4 separate regions of the Mus musculus genome follow, and regions 1, 2 and 4 are each linked to region 3. The links are chromatin contacts, called in public Hi-C and HiCAR-type maps. All regions are on one chromosome and are shown on one strand. Each heading gives the region's core, a stretch centred on a gene start, on an enhancer-like site or on the middle of the called end of the contact. The rest is flanking DNA. Distances are from core to core; before and after follow the strand shown.

What was found. A called contact is a pair of places that touch in the nucleus more often than the background predicts. HiCAR-type assays count read pairs that join an accessible place to other places.
Region 1: a contact with region 3 is called in a HiCAR-type map of astrocytes, with 4 times the contacts expected there. The contact joins the promoter of Map1a here to the promoter of Zfyve19 in region 3. A contact is called at or near these places in 2 of 39 promoter capture datasets (both in liver) and 1 of 115 datasets of contacts at active chromatin or transcription factors (astrocytes).
Region 2: a contact with region 3 is called in a Hi-C map of B cells, with 6 read pairs. The contact joins the promoter of Ell3 here to the promoter of Zfyve19 in region 3. A contact is called at or near these places in 1 of 39 promoter capture datasets (liver), 1 of 484 Hi-C or Micro-C datasets (B cells), 1 of 115 datasets of contacts at active chromatin or transcription factors (astrocytes) and 1 of 9 other capture datasets (pancreatic islet).
Region 4: a Hi-C map of B cells shows a contact between it and region 3, with 6 read pairs. The contact joins the promoter of Pdia3 here to the promoter of Zfyve19 in region 3.

The regions. Positions count from the first base shown.
Region 1 is chr2:121,287,781-121,290,890 of GRCm38.p6, forward strand. It overlaps Map1a (microtubule-associated protein 1 A), which reads left to right and starts at 1,822. Exons shown (of 7, transcript NM_032393.2): 1 at 1,822-2,092; 2 at 2,940-3,041. The coding sequence starts at 1,855. It also overlaps a transcript of Trp53bp1 not described here.
Region 2 is chr2:121,441,324-121,444,110 of GRCm38.p6, forward strand. Ell3 (elongation factor RNA polymerase II-like 3) reads right to left here and starts at 1,278. Exons shown (of 11, transcript NM_145973.2): 1 at 1,073-1,278; 2 at 823-858; 3 at 388-500; 4 at 104-290; 5 at 1-18. The coding sequence starts at 1,204.
Region 3 is chr2:119,206,992-119,209,974 of GRCm38.p6, forward strand. Zfyve19 (zinc finger, FYVE domain containing 19) reads left to right here and starts at 1,729. Exons shown (of 11, transcript NM_028054.3): 1 at 1,729-2,192. The coding sequence starts at 2,139. It overlaps Dnajc17 (DnaJ heat shock protein family (Hsp40) member C17), which reads right to left and starts at 1,804. Exons shown (of 11, transcript NM_139139.2): 1 at 1,697-1,804. The coding sequence starts at 1,774.
Region 4 is chr2:121,412,530-121,415,602 of GRCm38.p6, forward strand. It overlaps Pdia3 (protein disulfide isomerase associated 3), which reads left to right and starts at 1,373. Exons shown (of 13, transcript NM_007952.2): 1 at 1,373-1,676. The coding sequence starts at 1,510. It overlaps Catsper2 (cation channel, sperm associated 2), which reads right to left and starts at 1,263. Exons shown (of 13, transcript NM_153075.3): 1 at 887-1,263.

The DNA.
Region 1 (3,110 bases), core at 572-3,071, 2.1 Mb after region 3:
CATGTGTGATTTTTTTTTAGCACCATTACAGTCTGCATTTGCAGCCATTAATTACTAAGACTTGATTATAGCAGGATCTAAAATCAGAGTCCTAAATTTCGGCCCTACTGACTAATCTGAGTGTGATTCCTCCTGTACCATTTATATCTATTGTCTAACCTCTGCTAGCCTTAATGGAAGCTGACTCTGTACTTAATTGCTGCTGTCCCTTAGACAGAGACCCTCTGCTGGTCTAAAGGCTCATCTCTACAGTTGCTATGGAAACTGTCCCCTTGCTCCACTCTGGCTTCCTGCCACATATGCCACTCTTTATGATTGTAGTAAAGGCCTGCACATTTTCCCATGCCATTTTCCAGATTCGGGTTTGCAGCTGGCAGTGTATGGGAAGAGGCACCCTACCATCTGATGTCCTGAGAGTAGTTTTCTTGTCTCTGCTACAGAAAGGATTTTCATGGCATGTCCAAAGTACTTACAGTATGGACTGGATGGTTAGGTATAGTATGTTTCAAGATAGGGCTAAGATTTCTGTGAGGTACTTAACAGTCAGAACGTGGTTCACTGGCAGGCTTGAGGTATCAGCTATTACCTCTTTTCTATCCTTTTAAGGAGTAGGATTTCATGTGTGCACATGTGAGTGCAAGAGGACAACCTGGAGTGGTGTCCCTCAGACACCCTTTTCTTCTTTGTACTATAGATACCAGGGTCTCTCAATGGTATAGCTGGCCTGCGAGCTTCCAGAGATTCATCTGTCTCTCCCTCCTAGTTACCATCTCTGCGATTCCAAGTGCTCACCGCTGTGCCTGGCTTTTTTTTACAGTTCTGAGAACCTGAACACTTGCTTGCCAGGGAAGTACTTTACCAACTGAATCATCTCCGTAGCCTTTCTTCTCTTCTACCATCTCCAAAGTGCAAGGTAAATGGAAGAAAAAGCAAGTATAACTGGAGCCTAAACACAGGCCTTCTCTCTGATGCACACAACAGAATGACTCAGGGTAAGATCAGCTGTAGTGGTGGAGAGTCTTTGAAGAATGGGGAGTTGGGGGTTCAGCAAGAGAAGGGGAGAGGAAGGAAAGGAAGGGATGGAGAGAAGGAGAGGGAAAGACAGAGAATATTAATTCAGTTCTGTACAGTAATTACATGGTCTCCTAAATTTATCCACTGTGTCACATCCCTAGTAGCTGGGAAGTCTTTCCTGGGTTTTACTCAAATACTCTTTGCTGCAGTCTGAGCTCATTGCACTCAGCAAATATGGAGACTAGCCAACCACTATCCTTGGAATAACTACTCTCCAGGGACTCAGGGTAGGAAGGTCATCCTGTCCCCTCCAATACTGCGCAGCCTGATTGACCACGCCCGGAGCTCGGGGCAAGGACGGGGAAACCCAGGTTGGTAACCTAGACCCTGGCATGCAGCGAGGCGGGGGGAAAAATAGAGACAACGATAATTGCCAGATGGAGACCACGATAGAAACCCCGAGACAGCGAAGGGCAAGATGGCTCCCCAAGGTTCGAGAGAAGCTGCGGAACTGCCTCCCACACTGTGCTCAACGCAGACACAGCCTAACTAGATGGATGTTGTTCTCGCGCCTTGGACTCCGCCCTCGGCTGGGTCTCGCAGAACCCTTACCCTGGCTCAAGTCGGAGAGGGGCACTTGGTCAGGAAAACTGCAGGTGGATGACTGCAGCCACCACCCATAGCGGCACAACCACCGCATCCCCGCCCCGCCCCTGCGGCGCTTCAGCCCCGCCCCTAGAAGGCAGTGACCAATGAACGGCTCCTGCCGCCGGCCTTTAAGAACCGCGCGCACTCTCCCCGCAGCGGACGCAGCTAGCCTAACACTCCGCGGGAGTTTCCATGGCGACCGAAGCCGGGACCGCGCGGCCTGGCAGCGTTGCCATGGAGACAACTCCGGAGCTGGGGCTCCAGAGCCTCGGTGCACCGCCAGCTCAGAACCCGGCGGAGCCTCTTTGCGAGGCCGGTGCCGCGGTAGCGGCAGCGCGCTGGGACCTGCGGAAATACTCCTTGCTCATCGTGATCGGCGATATCGGTACAGAGAGTCAGCTGAGGGCCGTGCGGGCCCACCTTGAACAAGGTGAGCCGCTCTCCTGGCTTTTACGCAGTACTCCATCCATGCCTCTCCGCCATCTGCATTCATCTCCCAGTGCACATTTCTGTCTCCTCTATCTCTATGTGCACTTCCCGAAACCTGCGACCCTGTCACCTGCATCTTCCATGAATGTGCCTCTGTCCTCTCGAGCTGCCAACACCTTGCTTGCCCATCCTTTCTGCATACCCCATTCTGTTCCGCAGTGTCCCGGAGCAGGAGCAGGAGAAGCTCCGTGGAGACCCTGGGGTCCCTCTGGTCACACCCCTTTCCCGAAGCCACTGGACCATATATCCGAAAGTCCTCATCAGACCCTGAAAAGTCCATGTCCCTACCTTACAATTTCTTCTTTAGGGGAGGTTTTTGAACGCGAGGTACACATCTCAAATCTCTGAATGCTGGCAGCCAAGTTTAGAGAGTGACCTTCGTGGCTCTGCAGCTCACCTCCCTCAGCCGTGCCTGTGGCGCAGTGCTGCGGAGCCACCTGCGGGTGGAAGCAGGGGATGGAGGCAAGGGAGGGGGCATAGGAGAATCTAGAATCTGATTTAGCAAGAGGGATCATTATGGAAACCTACAGTATATGGAAATAGACCCTTGCGTGTCACTTCTACCGTAACTGTTTTGCCTTGAAAAACAAAAACTCCAAGCTCATTTATTAGTAAGCCCATTCTAAACTCTGCTCTTTGCCCTCTGGAAAGGGGAAAAAGCAGGTACTAGCTATCCTTCTTGGAGGCATCACCTCCCATTTCTTTCCTCTCCCAGGAGCTTGGCAATGCTTTCTGTGGGTGACTTTGACTAGAACCCTCTTATTTTTTTTCCCCCTTTTCTTTTACAGGGATTCTCTCCTGGAATATTGACTTATCATCCTTTGACTTGAACCAACAGTTGAGACTCTTCATTACCCGGCACCTAGCTCACTTCTCCTCAGAGGTCAAAGGTTAGGACTAGGGTTATTTGTCTCAGTCCTTTGGGTCCAGTATCCAGGCCAGAACTGGCCTTATGGGAG
Region 2 (2,787 bases), core at 28-2,527, 2.2 Mb after region 3:
TGCCAGTGGGTCAGACACCTGTCAGGGGAAGTTATAGGAAAACTTGGCTCCCTGGACCTGGGTGTCCCACCTTATGATGACTACCTGCTGTTTCTAGTCTCACCTCATCTGGTGCCAGCTGGGGATGGCCTTCAGGTTCGTCTCCAGTGTCCTGCCAGCTCTCAGACTCTCTGGTACCTTCAGTCAGGTGTTCCTGAGCTAACAGTGGAGCTGGGATAGTATCCATGGCTGCCCAAATAGTGAGTCGCTCTCTAAGGGAGCCCAGGCAGTGGAGACAGTTCGGCCCAGATCTTGAAAGAAGAGTGGGAAAGACAATAGAAAAATGAGTTGGAGATCTTCTGAACACTTCTTCCCATTTCCTGCAAACTTCTCTTACCTTGTCCTTACCTGCCTAAGCGTTGGTACACAAGGTCCAAGCCACCATTAGTGCCCTCTTGGCCACACTGGGATACTATGAAGGAGAAAAGGCAGGACCATCCCGGGCCTGGAAACCTTAGGTACTGGGGTAGGGAATGGTAAACCCAGTTAAGCCGGCCCCTCTTCCTCCTGTCCATGCCACTCCTCCCCAAACAATTCTAAGACTGAAGACAAATCCCCAAGGGGCTCGTTAGCACACCAGGTGCAGCTGGTTCAGAGTTCCCCCAAGAGGCTGAGACTGCACAGTCTCCTGGGACCACAGCCCCACATCTTCATAGGGTTTAGTTCTCATAACTTGCTCAGACTGTGACCTCTGGCAAGCTCCGGCCCAGAGCTCACCTTCCTGGAGCCCACGCTTACGCTCTCTCACCCCCAACCTCCCTCGCACATCCGGCCAGCACTTACCCCTCGGTGGCCTTGGAAAGCGATCACTGGCCGTACCTGCAGGAAGAGCCCAAACACCAGCTGAACACAAAGGAAGCAAAGTCCCCAGGATCGAGGAGGCTGGGGACACCTGCCTGGCCGGCTTCACTTGGAGGCGGGGGGACTGGAATCTGAAAACCCGCACAACCCCAAGTCCCTTCTCCAGCATAGCCTTGGGAGGCCAAGGTCTGGTTGGCCGGGAAGGGAAGAAGGGGCCGGGGGCCAGTCTCACCTGTTGCTGCTGACACTCTTGCAATGCCCGCAGCGCCGCCTCGTTGAGCCTTAGCATCAGGAGGCTGGTCCGAGCAGCGGGGGTGAAGAGGAGCCGCATTTTCCCACTCAGAGCTTCCTGGGTCCCCTCCATGGTGCCAAAGTCGCGCACATGCAGAACCGGGACCACAGGTGAGGGCCACCTCTGCTGTGCAAGCCTAGGCTGGCACTCCCGCCCTCCGGGTCTGTCCCGCCCTCCACCATGACCCCACCCCCGGCACCGCCCCAAAGTTTCCCTGGCCTTGTGGGCGGTACCTCACTCACCTCAGCTGCTGGCCAGAACCCAAGCGGTTTCTTCTTGATTTGGCTTGGGCAGTATTGGACACTATGAGGAGCATTCCAGGTCTAATGAGAAAGGATCTGCTTCGAGGGTCTGACCTGTCACCCAGGATGTCTTGTTCTGCCTCAGTTTTCCCAGTTTCCCCATTCTGGATTCAAAATCGTTGTCTTTAAGTAAAAGCTGAACCTGAAACCACTTGAGGGTTTCAGTCTCACAGGGGAGGGAATCGAGACTGGTTGATAGTCGGATTGAGTCATTTATGCCTCCGAGGCCCCGAAGTACCTAAGGGACCAGAGGATGGCAGACCCCAAGAGGGACCAGTGCAATCCTTTTTCTTTTTCCGCCCGAGTTGCTGCGTCTGCTGAGGCGGATCCCAATTTGGTTTCTAAAAGGGACTTGATGAGGCTGTAAGGCCAGGTGGGTGGGTGCCTCGCAGATTTGGAAGTCTGGCTATCTGGGACTGGAGCCAAGCCTATCGGTGGATGGGGGTGTGGGGCGGGCGTAGTTGTGGCAATAAATAAATAAATAAAATAATAAATCAGAGAGCAGAAAGCCGTAACTCACTCCCAGGTGTTACTATGTAGCCTAATAAACATAAGAGAAAGTGGCGAAACCACAGCTGGCTCCTTTAAAGGCACTCTCCCCTCCTCTTTGAGTCTTTTGTTTTTTCTTTTAGACAGGGTTTCATTCACTATGTAGATCACTCTTGCTGAACTCACTAGCAATTCTCCTGCCTATATTTCCCAAATGCTAGGATTACATGTGTTAGCCTCTACTCTTGACTAAAAGGTGCCTGCAAGTTTCCCAGCAGGGCTACAGATCCTATGGTTTTGAGACCCCCACCCCCACCCCACCCCACCCCACCCCCGACAAATCTCAGGCCAGTGTTTCCTGTCTTTATTTATTTGTGTTTGGTTATGTCTCTCAGACTCTCTTATCTCCTTTTTTCCTAACTGGGATCGAATAACTGGGATATATATTTTATATTAGTGTGTGTGTGTGTGTGTGTGTGTGTGTGTGTGTGTGTGTGTAATTCCAAGTGATTTTAATGCTGTTCATCTCAAAACAAATAATTTGTCTAAACCCATTGAACAATGCACTCAGAACATGTACAATATGTGTATAAGAACAATACACTCCTATATGCAGGGAAATATTCGCAGTAATGCTGATTTTTGTTTGTTTGTTTGTTGTTGTTGTTTTTCGAGACAGGGTTTCTCTGTATAGCCCTGGCTGTCCTGGAACTCACTTTGTAGACCAGGCTGGCCTTGAACTCAGAAATCCGCCTGCCTCTGCCTCCCGAGTGCTGGGATTAAAGGCATGCGCCACCACGGCCAGGCTTACTGACTTTAAAATCTTGGCAACAAGTTGCCAACAGCAACCACAGATACATTTAC
Region 3 (2,983 bases), core at 479-2,978:
TTGTCTGAGACACACACACACACAATAATAGAAAGAGGAGGAGGTGGTGGAGGAAGAAGAGGAGGAGAAGGAGGAAGAAGCAGCAGGTGGTGGTGGTGAGGATTATGATTTGGGGTTGGAGAGCTGGCCCAGTCTGTAATGTGCCTGTTCTGTAAGCAGAGGATTTGAATTTGGATCCTAAGCATTCAGGTAAAAAGCCTGGATCCCAAAAGCAGGGCACGGGGCATCCTAACATTTGGGAGGCAGATTTATCGCTGTGAGTTCGGAAAAACTAGCCTGATCTACATAGAAAGTTCCAAGACAGCCAGGGCTACATCAACTTTTCTTCGAGAGAGAGAGAGAGAGAGAGAGAGAGAGAGAGAGAGAGAGAGAGAGAGAGAGAGAGAGAGAGAGAGAGAGAGCGAGAGAGAGAGCCGGGCATTGGTGGCGCACACCTTTAATCCCAGCACTTGGGAGGCAGAGGCAGGTGGATTTCTGAGTTCCAGGTCAGCCTGGTCTACAGAGTGAGTTCCAGGACAGCCAGGGCTGCAAAGAGAAAGCCTGTGCTTTACGAGTATTTATTTCTACATCCATTTTTGACTTCAGCCAAATCTTCAGGAAGCTTTCTGAGCAGGATGACCACAACTTTACTGAAGAATCCAATCACCCTGATTTTCTGCCCCAGAGCACTCTTTCTGACACTCAAGCATTGGACAAGCAGTCCAGAAGTATAAGAGCATTGATAAGATCTCTTGCTGGGCGGTGGTGGTGCATGCCTTTAATCCCAGTACTGGGGAGGCAGAGGCAGGCGGATTTCTGAGTTCGAGGCCAGCCTGGTCTATAAAGTGAGTTCCAGGACTGCCAGGGCTATACAGAGAAACCCTGTCTCGAAAAAATAAATAAATAAAAAGGATCTCTTCCCCCCCCCCACCTTAAACACGTTAAGACAGCTGACCTTAAACTCCACAAGAAACTGAAGTTGACCTTAAATTCCTGATTCTCCTCCCTCCAGCGCCCAAGTGCATTACAGGCTTGGATCACTATGCCCAGCCCGGTGGGCATTACTTTTTATCCAATGAACTCCCCTGCGTGTACTGTCACTATTGCCACCACAATCTAAGAGTAAATAACAGAAACCTTAAGTACAGCACTTGAGATAAGTGGACCCCCACACCACCTGCTTTAACCTTCTGATCCTCTTGTTTAACCCGCTAAGCAGCACGCACTGACAACATTGGAACATCTGATACTTAAAAAGAGGAAAAGAAAACTGAGGCCTCTAGGTTCTAGGCCTCAACGTCAAATCCAGAAAAAGAAGAGGGGCTGAGGGGAGGAGTTAGAGCCTAGAGACTTTTCTTCCTAGGATCCCCCTGAAGTTAAAACAGACTAAAACCAAACACCTCCAGACAGACAGGTAAAACGTTCAGCGTACAAACTGATGCTGCGCAGGCGCAAAAAAGCAGGCCTGGGCTCTCAGGTTCAACCGGCCTCCAAACAGTGTGGCAGAAGGGACAGCACGGTCACACAGTTCAGAGTTCTCAATGCCTCCCTCCCTAACCCAGTCCTCAAGCCTTTCAGGAAGTGCCCGGAGGCCCCCTTTTTAGTCATTGGCCGTCCCTCGCTCCGGGTCCAGGATAGGGCGGAGCATAGAAAGCCGGAGCCAGGCGCGCGCCCTGACGCGAGGACCGAAGAACTGCTTTGCCTATCAAGTTCTCACCTCTTTGTCTGCCGCCTTCTCCTCAATGCCGAGCAGCGCGTACAGATCCATTTGTAAGAGCTCTTTGGTCACCGCCATGGTTCTAGTCCAAACTTGAATTGATACTACAACTCCCAGGAGTCTGAGCGTGTGCGTGGGCGCGGGGCTTACTCGCTCCGAGCCGGCCCAAAAGCGCGCTAAGCCTCCTGGGATGATGCCTTCCGATTCTCGTCTGACTGGCTGTGGAGGAGCGCGCTGCGGAGAATGAACTACGACTCCCAGCATGCCCCACTCCGCTGCCGCCCCGCCTTGGTGAGTGCAAAGTCAGAATTCTCCGCGCTGGGCCGCCCCTGGACAGCGCCGATGGGCGTGTGGGACTGGGCTGCACAACCTGAGGGTCTGAGAGGCCTACCCTGCGCTGGTGAGAGGCTAACCTACCAATTCTGCAGCGCCGAGAACTGCTATGGAGAGCAGGTGCTACGGCTGTGCTGTCAAGTTCACCCTCTTCAAGAAGGAGGCGAGTGTACTCCCAGAAAGCCGAAGGGCCAAGGGAGGACGCGGGGCGAAGGGAAGGGAGTTGCAGGCTAAAGACCGTTTGACGGCTTCTTTTCAGTTGTGTGGTTTTGATGAAGTAACCCGGTTAACCTCTCTGTAAAGTGGGTCGGATGCCCACCCGTTTCCGGGTTAAGATGATGGTCTGATGAGGTTCAGTGAGGTAAAAGCACTTCCTGCAAATCCCGATGACCTTAGTTCGAACCCCAGGACCCACATGGTGGAAGGAGAGAACTCCTGAAAGTTATTCTCTGATCTCCACACACATGCCATGATATGCATATGTCTGCACGCATACACTCACAAAGAAATAATGTAAATTAAGAAAATGTAAAGTAGCTTCGGTGAGGTGCTGTAGCTGAAAAGACCCTAGAAATTGTAAAGTTTCCAAAAGCTACACTTTTTTTTTAAATCTCCACCTACATTCTATCCACTCCCCTTCTCTCCATCTCTGTCTTTAAAGTCATCCCATGCATGCCGGTTGCTCTCTGTTCTGAAACCTGCCCCGTCCACAGCTTGCCCTTTTCTCCCCAGGGCACAATGAAAAAGCCTTCTTCTCAACCACATTCCCCTTGTGAGCTGCAAGGGAAGTAAATGGGACGAATTCATGGTGTATAGGATTGGAGCACTTACATATCAATTTTGGTGTCAGAGTTCAAATTTCAGCTGCCCTGTCTTATTCAAAGAATGATCTAATTGAACGGTCATGTAATTTCACTGGCCCCTGTTAAAATAGAGATAATACTGGTGGGCATC
Region 4 (3,073 bases), core at 123-2,622, 2.2 Mb after region 3:
TGCACGCCTTTAATCCCAGCACTTGGGAGGCAGAGGCAGGCGGATTTCTGAGTTAGAGGCCAGGCTGGTCTATAAAGTGAGTTCCAGGACAGCCAGGGCTGCACAGAGAAACCCTGTCTCGAAAAGCCAAAAACAACAACAACAACAAAAAAAAAACAAAAACAAAAGTCATAAGAAATATCTTCACAGCTAACTAAATATTCGGGTTATTTTCACTTTCTGACAGCATTTGTAATTAAACACTTCTTTTTGAAAATTAGGCTTAAATGTTAGGCAGGTGGCCCATGGCTTGGATCCCAGCGCTCTGGAGATAGAGGCAGGCAAATCTCAGAGCTCAAAGACAGCCTAGTGAAGGACAGCCAGGGCTACACAGAGAAACTATCTTGAAAAACAAACAAAAATCAGTTTAAAAGGCAGGCAGTGTAGACAGATATTCCAGTCTCAAGAGGATGGTGGATCTCTGTTGAGTTCCACATTTGCCTGGTCTATATAGTGAGTTCCAGGGCAGCCAATCCTCCTTGCCTCAAAAAAAAAAAAAAAAAAAAAAAAAGGTGAAAGCTGAGCCTGTGCCTATTAGTACGTAGTGCACACTATCAGTCTCAGCCACTCGAGAGGCTGAGGCCAGAGGATGGAAAGTTCTAGACCTTCGCGGATTACAGTATGAAGTCAAGGCCAGCCTGGACACCTTGGTGTGAACATGACTCAAAAAGTCAAAAGAGGACTAGGGATGTAATCCAGTGTTGGATCACTTGCCCAGCAATGTGCAAGGTTCTGGGCTCAATCCTCAGCTACCCACCCTCTCAAACAAACCAACAAACAACAATGGGGGGGGGGGGAGCAGCAGGCAGGGAGGGCAGAGGCCTAAGGCTGGACAAAGAATACAGACCTCACGTGGACCTGACAAAGCAGGATACGAGGTAGGGCAGCGGCAGGATGTAGACTTACTACGCCCTATAATTGGACAAAGCAACAGCCTGACATTTGGAAAACGTGTCGCGGTGCGCTCAAGTGCGTGCGCGCCCCAATGCCCCGGAGGGAGGGAGCCGGACAGACAGCTCAAGCTCCCCTCCAGCCCTTTCGCGGGCCTCACTTCCGCCCACTCAGCCCTGACTTCACCCCTCCGCCTTCCGCGCCGGCGCCCAGAGCTTCACTCCTCCCCAGCGGGTGGCGCTCAGGGCCGCTCCGGCTTCGCTGAGCCCCCTACTTCCCACCGACCCCCCGTCCAGGCCTCCGCCACAGCCAGACCGGCGGGCGTTCGCCTAAGCGTCCGCCCCGCCTCGCCCCGCGCGCCCGCCAATCGGCAGTTACCAGCTGTTCCGCCCGCCCGACGCTGCGTGACGCAGCCAATCGGCGGCTGCCACACTGCGGGCCCCGAGCAGGCCTAGGGGGTTGGGACCTCGGCAGCGGGTCTGCCCGGGCCAGACGCGCGAGCGCAGGCAAGCGGCTGCAGATTGCGGGCTCTCCCATCTCATTTCTCCGGTCCCGGCCCTCCGACCGCGACCCGCCGCCATGCGCTTCAGCTGCCTAGCTCTGCTCCCGGGCGTGGCGCTGCTGCTCGCCTCGGCCCGTCTCGCCGCCGCCTCCGATGTGTTGGAACTGACGGACGAAAACTTCGAGAGTCGCGTCTCCGACACGGGCTCGGCGGGGCTCATGCTAGTCGAGTTCTTCGCCCCCTGGTGAGGCCACTTTGCGGGATCAGGGCCGGAGGACCGGCTGGGCGCGGGAGCGGTTGGGCCTACGCAGCGCGGGCGCCCTCCACTATCTAGCAGGCCTGGCTGCGGCTGCCTCATTGCCAGTCGGTGGGGAACCGGGAGGCGCTCCGCCCGGGGTGGGGGGTGGGGTGAGGACGAGGTAGGGTGGGGACGGGGGCAGATCCGGAAAGCAGAAAGCCTAAACTCCAGGGTAGGGCCACGTCCTTACCTCCGCGTTCTTGCAGCACTTCCTATGTGGAGGGTTCTCCCATCCCCTCCCCCTCCGGTCTATCTTTCAGTATCTAGGTGAGTCAGTGTATGTGTCCCCAGGTCTGCAGACAAGGCTGGCATCCCAAAGCCTTCAGAGAGGAGGCAGAGGTCCTCTTTTAAGTGGTGAGGTTCTGGGGTTTTTTTTTTTTCTCTTTTTGTCTCCACCCCATTAGAGCCATTGGTTTCTAACCAAGGTCACTCTGTAGCTGCAGAAAGATCCTAAGTGCTTTCTTGAGACAGGCCATTAGTTGGTTCATGGCATGGCTTACACTATTTTACATTAAGCTGCAGAGGCCTCTTATTAAAAGAGTAAACCAACAAGAATTATTTCACTAGGACCTATCATAATTTCAGTATTAAATAATTCTAGAAAATGATAACATTCTGGATAAGAAAGTTACCACTGCTTAACCTAAGAAAAGGGTAAGTTCTATCGAGTGGGTGTGACCCCAAATAAAAACTTTGCTTGGGAAGGGAGAGCAAATAGGATTTCTAGTTTTGTCACTTAGAGTAGTGGATAGGATAATTTACCAATTATTTATTACAAGGGCATACAGTTTAGAGGATGTCAATATTTTTTCCCTCCTAGCACAATGACCCTTAATTCAAACCTGTTCAAAAGTATCAGTAAGACAGAGTGTGATAGTTACACTGTAACTTACCTTTGCTTCTGACCCAGTGGGATTGTTAACATCTCTAGCTTCTCTGACTTAGATGGTCACACTCAAAAGTCCTGTAGTGAAGACTGCCTAAAGAGGCAGGAAGCAAATTGTGTTTCAGTTCAGGCTTCTGTGGTTGACAGTCACATTGATTACACATTATAGATAGCATCTATATGTCTCTAGAATTCGTGTTCTCTCCGAATTTATCATAGTTACATAATGGTGCTGTTAACTGAGGGGGTGTCGCTTGGGTCTGGCTTCTTTGTCTGAAGGAGGTCATACAATTGAAGAATTGTGGGCTCTTACACAATTAGAGTTTTTAGTCAAGGCTTTGGAATATGGTTCAGTGCTTGCCTAGCATGTCCAATCCCCATTGAAACACACACACATGAGAACATATATATTCTTAAGAAACAAGTCTCTGTACACTCTAGGCTGACCTCTTCTTAC